Regions from separate parts of the Mus musculus genome. Here region 2 is linked to region 1. Evidence: chromatin contacts called from public promoter capture Hi-C data. All regions are on one chromosome and are shown on one strand. The core of a region is the stretch at or near the end of the contact, and the rest is flanking DNA. Distances in the headings are between cores, read along the strand shown. Region 1 holds the start of Gpd1 (glycerol-3-phosphate dehydrogenase 1 (soluble)). Region 2 holds the start of Ccdc65 (coiled-coil domain containing 65).

The links. Promoter capture Hi-C pulls out the DNA fragments that hold promoters and counts their contacts.
Region 2: a contact with region 1 is called in a promoter capture Hi-C map of liver, with 2.4 times the contacts expected there. The contact joins the promoter of Ccdc65 here to the promoter of Gpd1 in region 1. A contact is called at or near these places in 2 of 39 promoter capture datasets (both in liver).

The regions. Positions count from the first base shown.
Region 1 is chr15:99,715,742-99,720,722 of GRCm38.p6, forward strand. Gpd1 (glycerol-3-phosphate dehydrogenase 1 (soluble)) reads left to right here and starts at 1,846. Exons shown (of 8, transcript NM_010271.3): 1 at 1,846-1,907; 2 at 2,411-2,588; 3 at 3,393-3,533; 4 at 4,355-4,493; 5 at 4,825-4,937. The coding sequence starts at 1,867. It overlaps Gm16537 (predicted gene 16537), which reads right to left. Exons shown (of 3, transcript NR_155353.1): 3 at 1-98.
Region 2 is chr15:98,705,158-98,709,642 of GRCm38.p6, forward strand. It overlaps Ccdc65 (coiled-coil domain containing 65), which reads left to right and starts at 3,037. Exons shown (of 8, transcript NM_153518.2): 1 at 3,037-3,379; 2 at 3,898-4,065. The coding sequence starts at 3,239.

The DNA of each region.
Region 1 (4,981 bases), core at 596-3,095:
AGCGCTCCCAGCTGGCGGCCTGGCACCGGAGCCTTCATCTCTGTGCCAGTGTGATAAAGGAGAGGTCTGTGGGAGGCTAGCTCTGCATCAGGCAGAATCTGATAGAAGAAAAACAACTAGCTATTGATTGATTTCAGTGATTCTCCCCATCATTAGAGACTGCCTGGCCGCGAGACCATGATAGGCTGCCTCTGTGTAATCCCCGAGCTGAGAAAAAGACATGCTTCCAATCCTGACCTCCTACCCACTTCTCCTCGCCGCTGGTGGCATTGGTGACACTCCCCTCTAACCTAGTGCTGATTACTGTCCCTGGCCAGGGGCAGCCTGGGGGGGTGGGTGGCAACACTCCATTAGTGGTGTGCCAAGCCAGGAGGTCTGCACATGAGCATACAGTGGCGCCTGCCCTGTGGGTCAAGGTGCAGCACTGGAGGGCGAGAAGCCTGCGCTGCGCTTTCCAGAGTGACTTGGAAACCCGAGTTCCTCCTCTTAGTCAAACAGATGTCTGTGGGTGCCATGGAGCCCAAACTGCTGGATATGGGCCTGCCTTTCTCCCCCTCCCCCAAAGCTACACACCCACACCGGCATCAGAGACCACAGAGCTGCGGAGACATGGCTACCCTTGAGTTTTAGAGGCTGCTGCTGTAACTGGCTTCTCTGGCCCTGTCTAGAGACTGTAACCAGCTGTTTAATTTAAGGGTCCCTGTGGGATAAGCAGAGCCTGAGAGAAGAAATTGAAGGGAGATCAGGCTTATCCAGGAGCATGTGCTGGCCACCACCTTCTGCCCTTCCTGAAGCCTGGAAGGAGTGTGGGTGGGCCACGTGTCACCAGTGGCCTTTGACCTTCCTTCCCTTTAGAGACCTTCAAACGGAGATTATCTGAGGTGAAGGGGCAACCTGTGGGTCCCTGACCTGCAAGTAACCAAGATGACCTTGTTATTTTTAGTTTTCCAAGACAGGGTTTCTTTATGTAACCCCCCCCCCCCCACTATCTGGGAACTCACTCTGTAGACCAGGCTGGCCTCAAACACACAGAGATTCACCTACCTCTGCCTCCTGAACGCCAGGATTAAAGGTGTGCACCACTATGTCCATTTTCTCCCGAGATATTTTAATCCTTGGTCGGGGTGGGGGTATACACCAAAGCAGCCCCTTACTGTGTATGTGGTATTGTAGTATTATTCCCTAGAAGGTGCTCACATCCCTTGATCCTCTCACCCAGAGCCCGTGGTGGAGCTACCATCATGGGACATCATGGGAGTGGAACAGCTGAGGATCTGGGGGAGGCACATGCTAGCTAGCGAGAGCGATGAGGCGTTTGCCTTTGAAAACATCGCTGTTGCTGACGCTAGTGCTTTTTTCTCTCTCTCTCTGAAACAGACTAGCCTCGAACTCATCGAGACCCTCTTGCCTCTGCTTCCCAAGCGCTGGGGTTAAAGACATGCACCACCATGCCGAGCCCTGTCAGTTGCAGTTTATTTCAGTGCTGGAGACTGAAGGCATAGCTGGGGGGGGGGGGTGTGATAGCTGGGGGGGGGTGTGATAGCTGGGGGGGGGGGGGTGTTACTGTTTCTTGACCAGACTCAATACCAATACGTAGGTGGAGAACTAAGCCGAGGCCAAACGAGGGAAGAAGCTGGCCAGCACTGTCAGCTGGGAACTCGAGAGGAAAAGCTGGCCTGGCCTCAGCCTCAGTCCTGTTCTCCACCTGTCTGTCCCCTTTACTACCCTTTCTGCAGGCCAGACTCCTAGTCCCTGGGTGCCAGCCTCTGGGCCACCTCAGGGGCGGAGCTTGGCTGCACCCACGTGTGGTGGAGTTAAATACTCGGAGCCCACACCCGCCGGGGCAGAGAAGCAGCAAGCAGCACCATGGCTGGCAAGAAAGTCTGCATTGTCGGCTCTGGCAACTGGTGAGTGGTTCTGTGAAGGGCAGGGGGGGAGGGAAGGGCTCTCCGAGGGCTGAGGGGCTCCGCGGAGGGAGGCTGGGTGAGCAGGAAGCGGGCAGAGGGTAGGAAATGCCCTCAGGAGCCAGCTGGACTCCTGCTGCCGTCTCCAGTGCTTACGGTACACAGGACAGTCTGTGCCCAGCCTCCCGGCTGTGCCCGCCTGGGCGCTGCACCTGTTCACCACAGGAAGGTGAGCAGAGTGCTGTTGCCTTCCCTGCCTGAGAAGCTGCCTGCGCGGTGTAGGGAAGGCTAGCCCACCTCCCCAGCAGCAAAGACTGGATAGATTGAATCTTCTATTGCCAGTTGTGGGAGACACATTCATCATAGGGGACCAGGGTGGGAGTAGGGGGGCGGAGTGACGTGAGAGTGAGAGGCAGGAGGTAAAAAAAAATCCAACAAGCTTTATGAGTTCCTCCCCCTCCTCCCTGTCACCCTAGTCCACTTTCCTGTGTTTCCTCTCCCGCCAGGGGCTCAGCCATTGCCAAGATCGTGGGTAGCAATGCAGGCCGGCTGGCACACTTTGACCCACGGGTGACCATGTGGGTGTTTGAGGAAGACATCGGGGGCAGAAAGCTAACTGAGATCATCAACACTCAGCACGAGAATGTTAAATACCTGCCAGGGCACAAGCTGCCCCCCAATGTGGTGAGCTCCAACTCGATGTGAGAAGAGAGAGAGAGCGAGGCAAGGAAAGGGTATACTCAGTCAACACGCAAAAGTGACTTCGAGGTGCCTCCTTCCCAGAGGAGGGGAGGAGGCCACTGTAGGCGCCCGCTGGCTTGGTGGAGCAGCAGGCGGGGTGCTCTAGGCCTGGAGTACCCCTCCCCCATTAAGCCCCTATATTACTCTTTTGGAATCTTTCTGGAATCTGAATGTACCACCCCTTAGAGGTGCTAGGTGGAAAAGAGGGGTCTCCATGGCAACCAAAGGCTGGTTCTCAGGCTCCCGGACTCGGGGTCCAACTTCTCCTGCCTGCCCTGAACTCTAACCCTGTTACTCATTCACTGGTTATTAGCAGATCTGAAGGCTGATCATTGGACTTTTGGTCTTTGGTCAAATCCATATGGCATTCTCCTCACCTAGAAAGGGGGGACAGAGAGTCCGCAGGGAGACTGGGGCTCCCACTGCCAAGTTCGGGCCCCTAAGACGCAGCAGTGATGAAATCTTAGTTGGCCTCTTCCCCCTGCCAGGCCTAGGCTGCCTTTGGCAGTCTTCACTGACCCATAGCCAAGGGCTAAACGTGTGGCAGCGTGGAGGCAGGCGTGTTCTAGGAAGCTTCAGTGCCCCAGGAGAGCTGGGGACAGGGAACACAGAAGTTCTGATAGTTCCTGTTAAAGTCTCAAAAACCCTCCCTCCCCTAACACTGGCTTGGAGATCTTCTGCAAGGGGGTCCCCTTGGGACTAGGAGAGGTCTACCAGGCACACGAGAGCTTCTGCTCTCCTTCACAGGTGGCCATCCCAGACGTGGTCCAGGCTGCAACAGGCGCTGACATCCTGGTTTTTGTGGTACCCCATCAGTTCATTGGCAAGATCTGTGACCAGCTCAAGGGCCACTTGAAGGCCAATACTATTGGCATATCTCTTATTAAGGTACCAGAGACGCTTTGGCATGTTTGGGGGTGAGGTGCAGCTAACTTTTGTGGGGTGTGGGGGTAGATAGAAGAGCACATAAAAGAATATACAGAACAAGACCGACAACCCGGATGGAGATGGGAGGGATTGGCTTTGGAGAGAGTAAAGAAAGCAGTTGGGGCTGGGCGTGGTGGCACACACCTTCAATCCCAGCACTTGGGAGGCAGAGGCAGGCTGATTTCTGAGTTCAAGGCCAGCCTGGTCTACAGAGTGAGTTCCAGGACACCCAGGGCTACACAGAGAAACACTGTCTCGAAAAAACAAAAAAACAAAAAAACCAACCCCCCCCCCCAAAAAAAAAGCAAGCAAGCAAGCAAGCAAGCAAGCAAGCAGTTGGGGCTGAAGTATAGCTTAGTGGCAGAGAGTTTGCCTAGCATGCATGAGGTCCCGAGTTCAATCCCTAGCAATCTCCCCAGAAAGGGGAGGGAGGAGGGAGGCAGAAAGAAAGACAGAAAGAGAGAAGGAGAGGGAGAGGGGATGAGGGGGGGTGTCAGCTGCTGGGCTACTTAACAAAGACAAGATAGCTTTGGAGGCAGATGTCTTAGAAAAGAAGTGGGTTGGGGTGTCTAGGGGGTTCCTTGGGGGTATAAGGAGTAGAATGCTTCTAAGAGGTAGGCTGGATAAGCCGTGTGTGGGTGGGAGTTTGCTGAGATGGGTTGGTCACTGCTGTCTGCTATGCTCACAGCAAGTCTGGGCTGGGTAGGATTGGGGCAGAACCTCTGGAAAGGGGCACAGATGGGCCTGAAGGACAGCTTACCTGAGCTCCACCCTCTGCCCAGGGGGTAGACGAGGGCCCCAACGGGCTGAAGCTCATTTCTGAAGTGATTGGGGAGCGCCTTGGCATTCCCATGAGCGTGCTGATGGGGGCCAACATTGCCAGCGAGGTGGCTGAGGAGAAGTTCTGTGAGACGACCATCGGTGAGATTTCTGTACACACCACACAGCCCCAGCTGCTGCCCAAGCCCTTAGCTATCGGTCCCTCCACAGCAGGGAAAGAAGAAAGCCTCAGAGGGGAGGGGAAGGAAGGGGAGGGGAGGGTGGGACATCGGGGATGGGGCTGTGAGTCTTGTTTATGTGAGGGACAGTTGAGTTGTTACTTTGTACCATGCACCTGTTGTCCCAACTTCTCAGGAGACTGAAGCCCAGGAGTTCTGGGCCAGCCTAGGCAACACAGCAAGAGTCCAACAGACCATCTTAAGGATCAAAATAAGAGGTTGTCCCTCCAAGCTTCACCCCTTCTCTACTTTAGGCTGCAAGGACCCGGCCCAGGGACAGCTCCTGAAGGACCTGATGCAGACACCCAACTTTCGCATCACTGTGGTACAAGAGGTGGACACAGTGGAGATCTGTGGGGCCTTGAAGGTGAGAGGATACGGAGATGGCTTTGGAGTGAGGAGAAGCCCGCC
Region 2 (4,485 bases), core at 1,787-4,286, 1.0 Mb before region 1:
TGTTAATAAAGCATAATGATTACATAGAGGCATGTTCTGCCTGCATGCATATGTTATAGCACTTGCAGGTATTGCTGGAAGGGGACAGAAAAGGACATCAGACCCTTGGAACTGGAGTTACTGATGGTTGTAAACTGTCATGTGATAGTTAAGAACCCAGCCAGCATCCCCTGCAAGAGCCACACATGGCCACTAGTCATGGCTTCAGGGCCCCAGTGATTTTTTGTTCTTTTGTTTGTTTGCTGAGACTGAGTATCTCTAGGTAGCCCTGGAACTTCTAATATAGACCAACCTGGCCATGAACTCACAGAGATCCACCTGCCTCTGCCTCTTGAGTGCTGAGGCTAAAGTGGTGTAGTCACCACCACACACATCTTCAATGACTTCTCTCTCTCTCTCTCTCTCTCTCTCTCTCTCTTTCTCTCTCTCTCTCTCTCTCTCTCTCTCTCTCTCTCTCTCTCTCTCTCTCTCTCTCTCTCTCTCCCTCCCTCTCTCTCTCTGTCTCTGTCTCTCTCTGTCTCTCTCTCAAGATTTATTTATTATATATAAGTACACCGTAGCTGTCTTCAGACACACCAGAAGAGGGCATCAGATCCCATTACAGATGGTTGGTTGTGAGCCACCATGTGGTTGCTGGGAATTGAACTCAGGACCTCTGGAAGAGCAGTCAGTGCTCTTAACCACTGAGCCATCTCTCCAGCCCAAGCACTTACTGCTTACAGTCTAGAGACCAAGAAGTCTACTAATACAGAGCTGAGAGATCTGGAATCTGTAAAGGAAACCCCTGGAAGGCTGTCTTCTGGTATATTCAAAGACCCCAAGAGACAGCACTTGTCTCTGTCTTCTTCTTCTTCTTCTTGAATTTAGTTGTTGTTGTTTTGTCTACATATATGTCCGTGTACCACAAACATGCCTGGGACCTGAGGAGGCCTGAAGAAGAAGTGAGATGATTGTTAGCAGTCCTGTGGGTGCCAAGAATTGATCCTGGGTACTCCAGAAGACCAGCCAGTGCTTGCTCATAAGTACTGAGCTATCTCCCAGTCCAGCCTCTTTCTCTTCTAAGGACACTGATCCAATCCAGGGAGTGCACTTTCATGGTAGTCCAAACTTCATCACTTCCCAAGGGTTCTACCTCTACTCTTTTCAAGACAGGGTCTCTCTGTGTATCTCTAGCTATCCTGAAACTCACTCTGTAGACCAGACTGTCCTCGAACTCAGAAATCCACCTGCCTCTGTCTCTTGAGGGCTGGGATTAAAGGGATGTGTCACAAACACCCAAGTACCTGTTAGTAGACGTTGGGGTTGCAACAGTTCCCTACTTTTTTGCCTTTGTAGCTTTGTTTTCCTAAATGTCTCATATAACATTCACAATAATACTGTCACCGCCAGCAGGGACTACAGCTCAGTGATGTGATCAGAGCAGCCTAAGGAGGCTCCGGGGAAGCTATGGGGACTTCTTCTAACTCAGGTCCTCTTGGCTATGTCTACCACAGAAAAGAATTCCAGGATGAGTCAGAGTGAGGAAAAGCTGGCTTACTGATGAGACAGAAAAACAGACAGACAGACAGACAGACAGAGACACAAGAGAGAGACAGAAGACTGAAGAGCAGGCATGAGAAGGGCACAGCTGGCTGCCTGGAGGTCACAGTGTGTGATTGGGGGCTTCGATGCTGCTTCAGGTGCAGATATTCCTAGGAGGGAGTGTGCACTGGTGTACATCTTTTTGTTAGCCACAGATTTTGCCCTTGAAAAGTAGGGTTAAAAAAAAATTTTTTTTAAGGAGCTGAAGAGGGCTGGTGAGATGGCTCAGTGGGTAAGAGCACCTGACTGCTCTTCCGAAGGTCCGGAGTTCAAATCCCAGCAACCACATGGTGGCTCACAACCTCCCTCATCTGGAGTGTCTGAAGACAGCTACAGTGTACTTACATATAAATAAATAAATCTTTTTTAAAAAAGGAGCTGAAAAGATGGCTCAGCGGTTAAGAACACTGGCTGCTCTTCCATAGATCTTGAGTTCAATTCCCATCAACTCACAACCATCTGTCATGGGGTCTGATGCCTTCTTCAGGCAAGCAGGTATACATGCAAATGAAGCACTCACACATTTAGAGAGAGAGAGAGAGAGAGAGAGAGAGAGAGAGAGAGAGAAACAAATTTAAGCTGGAAGTGATGACTCCTACATTTGATCCAAGCACTGGGGGTGGGGGATGTGGGGCGAGGCAGAAGTAGATGGATTTCTATCTATACAGTGAGTTTCTGGCCATCCAGGGCTACACTGAAACACTGTCTTAATTTTTTAGTAAGATTTATTTATGTGTATTTGCGTTTCTCTTGCATGTATATGTGTGGACCATGTGTCTACCCCATGTCCACAGAGGTCAGATGAGGGAGTCAGATCCCCTGGGACTGGAGTTATGAACAGTCATGAGCTGCCCATGTGGGTGCTAGGAACCAAACCCAGGTCTTCTGCAAGAGTGGCAAGTGCTCTTTGCCTCTGAGCCATCTCTCTATCACTAAGGAGACAATTTACAAAATATTTTTAAATATTTTATGTGTATGTGTGTTTGTGCACGTTAATGCAGCGTCCACCGAGGCCAGAAAGGCGTGTTTTGATCTCCTGAAACTGGGGTTCCAGGTGCTTGTGATCTCAGACCATTGGGCTTGGCAGTACCTCCCTTACCCAGTGAACCATCTCATTATTTGTATGTATGTGTAAGTGGTTTTGACCTGTTCTACGAAATCCGATGCTGTCTTCTGACCTCTGCAGGCACCAGGCATGCGCACGGTGCTCAGACACACACGTGGACAAACCAGGCATACACCAAATTAAAAAGTAAAATGGAAAAACTATTTGAAGACATTTATTATTTTTTTAAGAGAGACTAGGGTTCTTGATTTAAAAAAAAAAAAAAAAAAAAAAAAAGCCTACTTAAAAGAACTGACTGCGGTCCTCCGGCATGCAGGGGGCGCTGAAGTAATGCTGCCTCCCTATTTCTCACCCCGCGGTCTTAGCGAAGGTCCTTGTTGCTAGGAGACAAGATGCGTCTTTCTGTTCTCCAGCTGGGAGTCGGGTGTCGCCTGAGCACTCTTGGCGTGGAGGACAGAGGTCTAAGGCCCCATTACCTTAGCTCCAGAAGGTCCCTCCCTGTCTATGGGAAGTTTTTCTTTCTAATTCCTCACAAGTGGCTCGTAGCAGCAGGCAGAGGCTCCTTGCCCGGACCCAGTCCGCAGCCCAGCCATGTCTAAAAAAGGAAAAAAGCCCAAGTTGCCCAAGGCACCCCTGTCCGAGGAAGATCAGCTGCTTATATTTCAGCAAAAGATGCTGGCTGACGAAGAGGCAGCCAAGAAGAAAGAGAGACTCCTCACCCAGTTCTTGAAGGTGATGCTCGTCTGCAGTGTGTCCTGCCCAAACCCCCAAACCCCCAAACCCACCGCCCATGCACTGGTACCGTTGCCTGGGGTCGCGTCCTTGTGGCAGGCTCATTTTCATCCTTTCCTATCCCTCTGAAGTCCTTGGTCCCAAAATACATGGGCTTCAGACAACATTGGTTTTTGCCTAGGGCATTCTCTGTGAAACATGGGGGAGGGGAGAATTGAGTTTGGCAGTATCAACCGAGCCCCCAGAATTAGGACAGTGGATGCTGTCAGGTGTCCAAATTCAGCTGTCTTGAATTCTGAGGTTGGGTCTGGAGTGGGGTCGTTAGAAACTCTTCTCTGATGCTTCACCCTGAAGGGAACCCATTCATTGGAAACCACAAACAGGAGCCCCCGAGTGTTGGCTGCCAAGGGCTTTGTTTGTGAGAATACACGGGGACTGGTATTTTTCAGCGTGGTATCGATAGCACCGAGGTGGACCTTTCGCCTTGGCTGAAACGCATGTGATTACTCCTCCCTCAGGACAAGTTGGCCAAAGAAGAACACAACAGCGCTCTAAACCTTAATAAGATTAACACGCAGTGGAGAACCATCCTCAGGGAGGTGAAGACCAGAGAGCTTCACCAAGACATCGAGATCCTCAGCCAGACCTTTGAACGCGTGGTGGACTGTAAGGACAGCGTCATCAAGGTATGCACCCTCTCGGGCGTGGTGGCGCACACCTTTAATCCCAGTACTCGAGAGGCAGAGGCAGGTGGATTTCTGAGTTCAAGGCCAGCCTGGTCTACAGAGTGAGTTCCAGGACAGCCAGGGCTACACAGAGAAACCCTGTCTCAAAAAGACCCCCCCCCAAAAAAAAAAAGAAAGAAAGAAAGAAAGAAAGAAAGAAAGAAAGAAAGAAAAAAGAAAAGGGAAAGGGAAAAGGGAAAAAAGAAGGAAAAGGAAAAGGAAAAAGGGAAAAAAAAAAAAGTATGCACTCTCTCCAGAGAGCAGGCGGGGATGGCTTCCAGACCTTCCTAGGTAGAATGGGCCTAGTGAATTATTTATTATTTATTGTTGTTATTGCTGCTGCTGTTACTATTATTATTAATTATTATTTTGAGACAAAGT